Regions from separate parts of the Hordeum vulgare genome. Here region 1 is linked to region 2. The links are chromatin contacts, called in public Hi-C maps. All regions are on one chromosome and are shown on one strand. The core of a region is the stretch at or near the end of the contact, and the rest is flanking DNA. Distances in the headings are between cores, read along the strand shown. Region 1 has its middle 270 kb from the start of LOC123442999. Region 2 holds the start of LOC123442999 (transcription factor MYBC1-like).

Evidence for each region. Hi-C and Micro-C count contacts between places; a contact is called where the count stands out from the background.
Region 1: a contact with region 2 is called in a Hi-C map of leaf, with 6 times the contacts expected there. The contact joins the enhancer-like site here to the promoter of LOC123442999 in region 2. A contact is called at or near these places in 2 of 6 Hi-C or Micro-C datasets (both in leaf) and 1 of 1 datasets of contacts at active chromatin or transcription factors (embryo).

What each region holds. Positions count from the first base shown.
Region 1 is chr1H:434,130,582-434,134,726 of MorexV3_pseudomolecules_assembly, forward strand. No RefSeq gene overlaps it. Among protein-coding and RNA genes, the nearest start is that of LOC123442999, 270 kb to the left of the region's middle. Within about 2 kb of position 1,285, at least 3 of the 3 cell types and tissues checked have open chromatin away from gene starts, as enhancers often do. A contact at or near this core is called in leaf, where this site is marked.
Region 2 is chr1H:433,864,892-433,868,677 of MorexV3_pseudomolecules_assembly, forward strand. It overlaps LOC123442999 (transcription factor MYBC1-like), which reads left to right and starts at 1,577. Exons shown (of 1, transcript XM_045119211.1): 1 at 1,577-3,568. The coding sequence starts at 2,257. The coding sequence ends at 3,174.

The sequences.
Region 1 (4,145 bases), core at 35-2,534, 270 kb after region 2:
ACTTTCGCTCGGAGCAATCCAACACCACGAGCACCCCCACGCACAACACCGCCACTGGCCCACTCACCTCTCGCAGAGCCACCCGCGCGAGGAACACTGGAGAGCCACCGAGGCGCACACCTCCCCGTCGGCCGGATACCGATGAGCCAGATCCGGCCAGATCTAAAAATCCACCACCGCGGCGCCACCGGAACCACCAAGTTCACCGCACAGCCGGCCCTCGTGAGCACGTACCCACAGAGCAGGGAGGGGGCGCACCCGCCCCCACTCGTCGGAGAAGAGCTACTGGCCAGAGGACCAGAGCCCGTCGACGAAGCTGTCGGAGCTGCCACCCGCTAAAGCCGCTGCTCAGAGCCGCCGCGTCAAAGAACTCATGGAAAGCGCCCTCCGTCGCCGCACCAGAGGAGCCACCGGGAAGAGACCGCGGCCGCCACGCCGGAGAAGCTGCCGGGAAGAGACCGCGGCCGGCTGGATCCGTCGCGCCATGGAGTGGATCGAGCCTCCCCACCCCAAGCTCCCACGGCCAGACGGAGGAAGACGACCCTGCCGCCGTCGTTCGTAACCCGGGCTTAGCACGACGGCCTCCTCCGATGATGGTGAGGGAAGGGCGTGGGGCGGGAGGCCGGCCCGGCGGCGCGGGCTAGGTCTCCGCCCGTGTCGCCTCGGGTGAGACAAGGCGGTTGCAGGGAACCTTTTTATAGTTGATAGTCATATATAAAAAAGTTTGACAAACACTCTAAAGAACAACTATTTTGAACCCAAAAAATGTTTTTTGGAAATGATACTCTCACTGAGAAAGGAAAGTAAATTGAGGAGAAAGCAATTTATTATGTAGGAAGTGATGGTCATGACTAACTAATTCCTACATGTGTTCTGTGTCCACGTGAGCCCCAGCTAAACTAGTTGCTATAAAACAGTTAAAGAAAATGCTAAACAGAGAGCATATCAAGACAGTTTCCGTTGTTGCTCATGTGCACGACTGAGCATACTAGCAAGCCGAGAGAGCAGAGACTGCATTATTGGCCCTGTAACGACTGGGGTCGCAAAAGGCCACTTGGTACTTTGCTTATTTTTATCCACCCAATCTACTTTTGCTCCTTTTCTTGCAAGCTTTGCCTCATGTGCTGTGCAGAAAGGCCAGATTGCTAGTTCTGGAGGCAAAAGGGCCGGGCCGCAGCAGGAACCAGCAAGGAAGGACAAAAGCTAGGATCTAATGCGCAGCAGCAGATTGCAACTATTGCGCTGCGCAGGTGCGCGTATCCCAACCACCTCCCCTCCCCCCACCCTGCTCCGCCTCTGCCCATCTCACGGCAACGCCACGCGACTCCGCTGATCCGCCGCAGGGGAATGTGCTGCCAAAAGCTACGCCTTTTTCTTTTATCGCCCCACGAGTGGTGGAGGAATCTCCATCCGACGGCCGACGGCGAAAGCTGCCGGGGCATCTCGGCGATGGATGGAGATGGACTCATCACCTCCGCATCTGATGCCTTTTTCACGCGGATGGTCTTTCTTTTTTATCATCAATCCATGATCCGGTGCCGTTCTGCCTCAGTTAATATTGCTCTTCACGCCACAAAGAATTTCATCGGGTTGAGGCGTGCTGCAGTCAGGTTGGAGAGTTTTGGAACACCTGCAAACCTAGCGCCAGATAAGCTACTTTCTGAGCCGTAAAAGAAAGGTTGCCGAGAGTGTAAGAGTTGCTGAATCGAGCCCTGCCCTGTCGCGATTGAACACGGTGAGAGGCTGTCATTCGTGGCGATCTTTATTTGTAGAGCTCCATGTGCGGCCAAAAAGGGCAAGAACCTCCGAGGAAGCATGCGGCTACTGAAATGATGTTAAAAGAAGGCCGAACAATTCATACTAGTAGTACTTGATTAACCAAGTTGCGTCGGATGTGCCTCGTTTTGGTAATGACGCGATCCGGACATCCATGCGAATCTCCAAAATCGCAACTTGATGGTGTAAAGCTTACGGGTCGGGAAGGGGGAGTAGAATGGGGCCTTTTCTCTAGTAATTGAGGATTGAAAATGATGAAAGTCGTCATGTCAAGTTAAGGCATCACGCAAAAAGAAAAGGAGAATTAGGACATCTTCAATCGCCAAACAGCACGCATACATTTGGCCGCCTTATTCGATGTTCTGTCATCCAACCCCGGGTGTGCGGTCTGTCAAACGGTTTAAACATATATTTTTTTCATAAACAGAAGTGTTCCGTGATCCTGCGTCAGGGGCGACCTAGAAACCAACTCAGGGGCGTCGTCTCGCGCCGCCACCCGCCCCTCCCCGCGTCGTCACCGGCCAACCCTCCCGCGTCACCACCGGCCCCCCTCTCCGCTTCGCCGCTGCCGGAGGGAACGCCGGCGAAGCCGCGCGCGCCCCGGGGATGGCGGCGGCGGGCCCCTCGCGTCGGCCCTCGGGCTCTGGCGGCGGCGCCCCGCGTCGGCGGCTGCGGGATCCGGCGAGATCTCGCCCACCGGTGGCGCCTGAGGGCGGATCCAGGGCTGCCATGGCCGGATCTTGTGCGGGGCGCGCGACCATGGTGGTAGGGAGCGGCGGCCGGGCGCGGCTACGGTGGTAGGGAGCGTCGGTTAGGCGCGACTGCGGTGGCCAGGGCGCGCGGTGCGGTGACCCGTGACCCTGCCTGGGGGTCGTGGTGGTGCATGGCGGCCATGCTCAGCGGTCGGTGGCGGTGGATGTTTAGTGCAGCTCCGGGAGAAATCCTTGCTCTGGTCCTCATCAGAGCCGCGACGGCGACGCTCGCGGGTGCCGCTATCTTTCTTGGAAGCGTCGTTGTGGAGGTGTGCTGCTCCCCTTCGTCGGTCGCTGTCTGGTCAGCCGTCATGCGGCTGCTATGGCGGCCGGCGGCGCCAGATCTGGCCGCTATCCTCAGGCCCTGATGTGGGCCTCTCTCCTGCGGATTCTTGGCGGTGTCGGCGTGGTTGCCGGGGCCCTACCTGCGGGTGAAGCCGGTGGAGGAGATTCGGATTGGGGGAAACCCCTGGGTTGGCCCAGGCCGGCCGCACCGACGACGACGCTCAAGGGCGACGTTATTCTTTTTGGAGACGTCGGTATACATCTACTCCTCTGCTCCCCTACCTTGCCTCTCGGGTGAAAACCCTAACTCCGGTGGGCGGCGGCGGCGTCCTTGACGTCGTGACCTTCCTGAAGGCGTCGCCTAGAGGGCTGAGTGGTGGTGGGCACTGTGTGGGTCCTGAACGGTTGCTGGTGGTGGGCACTGCTTCGGGGGAAACCCTAGGATCTGGTCTTCCAGATCGGGCGATGGCGGTACTGCGGTGTCGTTTCTCTCTTGGGAGCATCGTTTGTGGAGCAGCGCTGACAGACTGAGGCAGGAGGTGGAGCGGCTTCGTCTTGCACGGAATTTCGTTGGAGCTGTCAAGTCATGTCTGGCCGACACGTGCTACGCTGAGTCATGCCTGGTTGGCAGGTGCTACGCACGACAGATCTCCCGGAGTCTTCGCGTCTGGACGGATGAGCGTAGGGCGGTGGCGCCGTTGGGCGTCGTGGTGGTGTCGACGAATGTTTGGACTGGCATGGATGATGCGGATCTCTTTTCTGAAGATGGGTCAGTGGTTCGATGATGGCGGCGGCTTGTAAAACGTGTGCATGAGGTGTGCGTTTTAGGTGTGTTGCACCGGTTGTTGTTCCCGATACGTTATGTGGATGGATTGGCGACAACACCGGTCTTAGATATGTGGAGTGAGAGCACTCCACATTATCGAGTTGGTAGGTGTGAGTGGTGGCTTTGGGTGGATTGATGCATACTCTTGTTAGACCTTTATGAAATAATTAATAAAGATGGCTGCATGCATCGATTGATGCAGAGGCCGGAGGTTTAACCTCCTTTTCCAAAAAAAACATAAGTGTTCCGTAAATTAAAGACAAAGTTATGGAGCTTTGTGGGATCCTGGATATCAATCACGTAGGACTTCGACACCCCCGGCCCACCAAATCCCTCTCTCGGTCCTATTTTTTTTTAATTCGTCCCTTCTCTTCCTTGCTTTGCATCCGCACACTCCTTCTTCAACGTCGCCGTTGTACCTATCTCATCAGCACACGGGCATTGCCGGACCTTCGCAATCAGAACCAACCCCATCCCACCCTCGCCTTTTATGACGGTGTCGTCCA
Region 2 (3,786 bases), core at 327-2,826:
CGGTACCCCGCTCAGACCTGGTCGAAAGATCAAATGTGAAAAGTCATGGCTTGTTGTGTCATCTTGCACAACATGATCATTGAGAGTGAGCAGGAAGAGCCACTGTTTGACACCGAACCATATTACAAGCAGGGTCCTCTTGCCCAAGTTGATCACTAGCTACCGGCAATCTGGACTGGCTTACTTAACATGCGTCAAGAGATCTGAAACCCACACGTGCACCAACAACTGTAACACGATTTGGTGGAGCATCTATGAAGGCTCAAGGGCAATGCCTAACTTGATGGGTGATAAATTATGAGTTTTATTTATTGAACTATTTTAATTTTTATTGATTTCTATTGATTTTTGTGATGGACTATGTAATAAAAAATAGTATCGGTTGAATTTATGCCGAAGCACGTCGAATATGAACCGAAATTCATACAATTTTGCGTCAAAAGTGGGCTAAAATTAACGGCTGGGGGCGACCTTAAGGGTCCGACTGGGAACCAGAGCCCCCTTCCTCATGCCGATTTTTTCACCGACGCGCCTTCAGACGACGCTATTTCGGGGGACCTAAGGGCTAGAGTTGCTTTTAGGCTGCCCGTAATGGGAGTATCATAGCTAGTATCATGCATGCCAACTAGGCAATTCCGATGAGGTGTCATATAATTAAATGAAGAAAGAGAGGGTTGAGTCTCATATCATGATACCGTATCATATTAAATGATGTGCTACTACTATATGTCTTGCATGACAATAAATAAACTATCCTATGATACTAACATATGATACTATGCATTACGGATGTTGTATCATACACTAGTACTCTCTCCGTTTTTTTAGTCCGCATATAAGATTTGGTCAAAGTCAAACTTCGTAAACTTTGACTAAATTTATTGAACAAAATATCAACATTTATAATATGAAATCAATATTAGTAGATGCATCATGATATTAATTTTCATAGCATATAGGTTTCGTATTATAGATGTTGATATCTTTTGATATATATTTGATCAAACTTTATATCACTTAACTTTAACCAAATATTACATGCAGACTAAAAAAACAAAAGAAGTATCATATACATGATACTAATATATGATACTATCCATTAGAATCAGTGTTAGCTTATGGAGGGAGTAACTTTGAGCTGTTACGATTCACCCAACCAAATCCTACTTGTGCTACGTTCCTAGATGCTACTAAACGGCGGTACCTGCGGCAGCGGCTAGGTGGGAGTACGTACGAACGAGATCCAGCCCTCCCTCCCAACCTTGCGTAGATAGATCCAGTGAGTCCAGACGATCGATCCGTCCTCCCTCCGTCCATCCAGCAGCACGCACACACAGGCACAGCACCGCACAGCACAGCACAGCAGCCAGGCAACGCGGGACGCGACCTCGAGGGCACAGGAGCCACACGAGATTCCCCCTCCCCACCACTCCCCACGGTTCGGTTGGGTTCGGTTCGATGTGATCCGGCGAGGCGAGCGACATGTCCACATGAGGACAAACCAAACTCCAGCTAAGAAGATATCTCCTCGTCGTCTCGTCCTTTTCCAGTGTTTTTGTTTTTGTTTTGTCACCCTGTGCAATGCATGTGTGGATATGTGCCCCGAAAACCTGGAAAAACGAAATCGCTCGACTAATCCTTTTTCTTTTTTTCTCTCTTTATTAGTAGGAGTATTTATCTGGGAGGAGAGTGGGAAAGGGCGAGAATCACAGTGACTGAATAGAGTGAGAAGGCAGGAGCAACACGCGAACAAACAAAGAAAGCAACCAAGGATAACACAAAAATAGCTTTAAAGCCAGCCAGACCCACTAGTTAAACTGCACCGCACCACTCCCCCTCCCCAACTCATCAGATACTCTCCTCATCACTCATCAGCCTGCTGCCTAGTTCCATCCTAGAGAGAGAGAGGGAGAGAGAAGGGGTGGAAAAGGTGTGAGCAGATTGTTGATAGATAGAGGGAGAGAGAAAAAGAGGGGGATATCACAGCAGCAGCCGCAGCAGCGGGCAGAAAGAAAGACCCAAACGAGTGAGAGGAGAGAGAGAGAGACGAAAGCTTAGAAGAAGAGAGATCCACCTCGAAGTAACCCCCTCCCTCCTCCTTCCCCATCATCTCCTCCCTCCCCCCGCTCTCCTCTCCTCTCCTCTCCTCTCCGACTTCTTCCGTGCTCTCTTCTTGCTGCGAGCGGAAGCGGCCTGCTCCGGGCTGCGGGCTCCAAGGAGTCGAATTGCTCTGCTCCGGGGGGGCTAGCTGGGACGATGAGGGAGGAGGAGGAGCCCAGCTGGTTCGCGCGCTTCGACGAGGACCTGCCGGCGCCCGACGAGCTCATGCCGCTCTCGCAGTCGCTCATCACCCGCGATCTCGCCGCCGCCTTCGACATCCCCACGCACACGCACGGGGGCGGCCCGCTCAGCGGCGCCGACGCCGCCGGCGCCGCGGAGATGAACGGCGGGGCCTCGTCGGCCGCTGGCTCCAGCGGCGGCAACGGGGGCGGCAACGGCGAGGAGCCGGCCAGGACCCTCAAGCGCCCGCGCCTCGTGTGGACGCCGCAGCTGCACAAGCGCTTCGTCGACGCCGTGGCGCACCTCGGCATCAAGAACGCCGTGCCAAAGACCATAATGCAGCTCATGAGCGTGGACGGCCTCACGCGCGAGAACGTCGCGTCCCACCTCCAGAAGTACCGCCTCTACCTCAAGCGCATGCAGGGCCTCGGCAACGGCGGCGGCGGCGGGGGAGGCAGCCACTCATCTGGCTCCGGGACCGACGCCGCCACCGAGCACCTCTTCGCCACCGGGCCATCCCCGTTCCTCCCGCCCGGCCGCGGCCCGCCTGGCGCCGACCCCTACACCCCCTACGCCGCCATGCCCGCCGCGCACCACCACCACCACCACCCGCAGCAGATCGGACACTTCCACCATCCCGCCGCGCGCCCGCTCGGCCACTACGGCGCCGGCCCAGGCGCCGGCTTCGACCATGGCTTCCTCAGCCGCGCCGTCGCCAGCGGCGCGCCGGTCGGCCCGCCCGGGATGCACCACCGCATGGTCGGCGGCGGGGCCGCGATGGGGATGATGGCGCCGTCGTCTTTCGCCGACGAGCTGGAGCTAGGATCCCGTGGCGGCGCCGGCGCCGGCGGGCGCCGGGAGCTGACGCTGTTCCCGACTTCCGGCGACCACTGAGCGTCGACATCGACGGTGACCGGCATCCGTCCGTCCTCCTCGGGTATATAAAATTCGTTTTCCCCTCTGCCGCCGCCGCGCGCTACTTCCCAAAGATCGGCATGGAATCCCAGCAGGATTCAACACATCATCATATCATAGAGGCCAAGAATTCTTGGGAATTAGCAGTCCACCATCCATCAAATCCATCCATATTTTCTATCTATCTCTTGGCCAGGTTGCTGCCTTGTGTTCTGTTCTTGTGTTGCTGATATTTGTCATTGATGTTCCCGTTCTCTCCGTGTTCTTTGCTGTTGATGACATAAAGCTTAGCTTTAGAGAGAGACAATTATTTCAGACGGTGAAAAAAGTTGTGAAAAATTGCTGCTACTCCTCCTAGTACTACTTTGATTCATGTTGTTTCTCCGAGAAAAAAATGCTAATTGCGCGGAGGATCCAGGGGTCAGTCTGCTCTGCTCATCCGGGTGACTGACACTTGGTCCTTGACTGATGCAACCATGTGCATGTGAGTTGTGATCCCCTCCAAACAAGTGATGCAATCATCTACCGTTGCAGATTGCATAGGTGAGTTGAGTAGAGATGATATAGGCAGGCAGGCTTGAATATAATGTC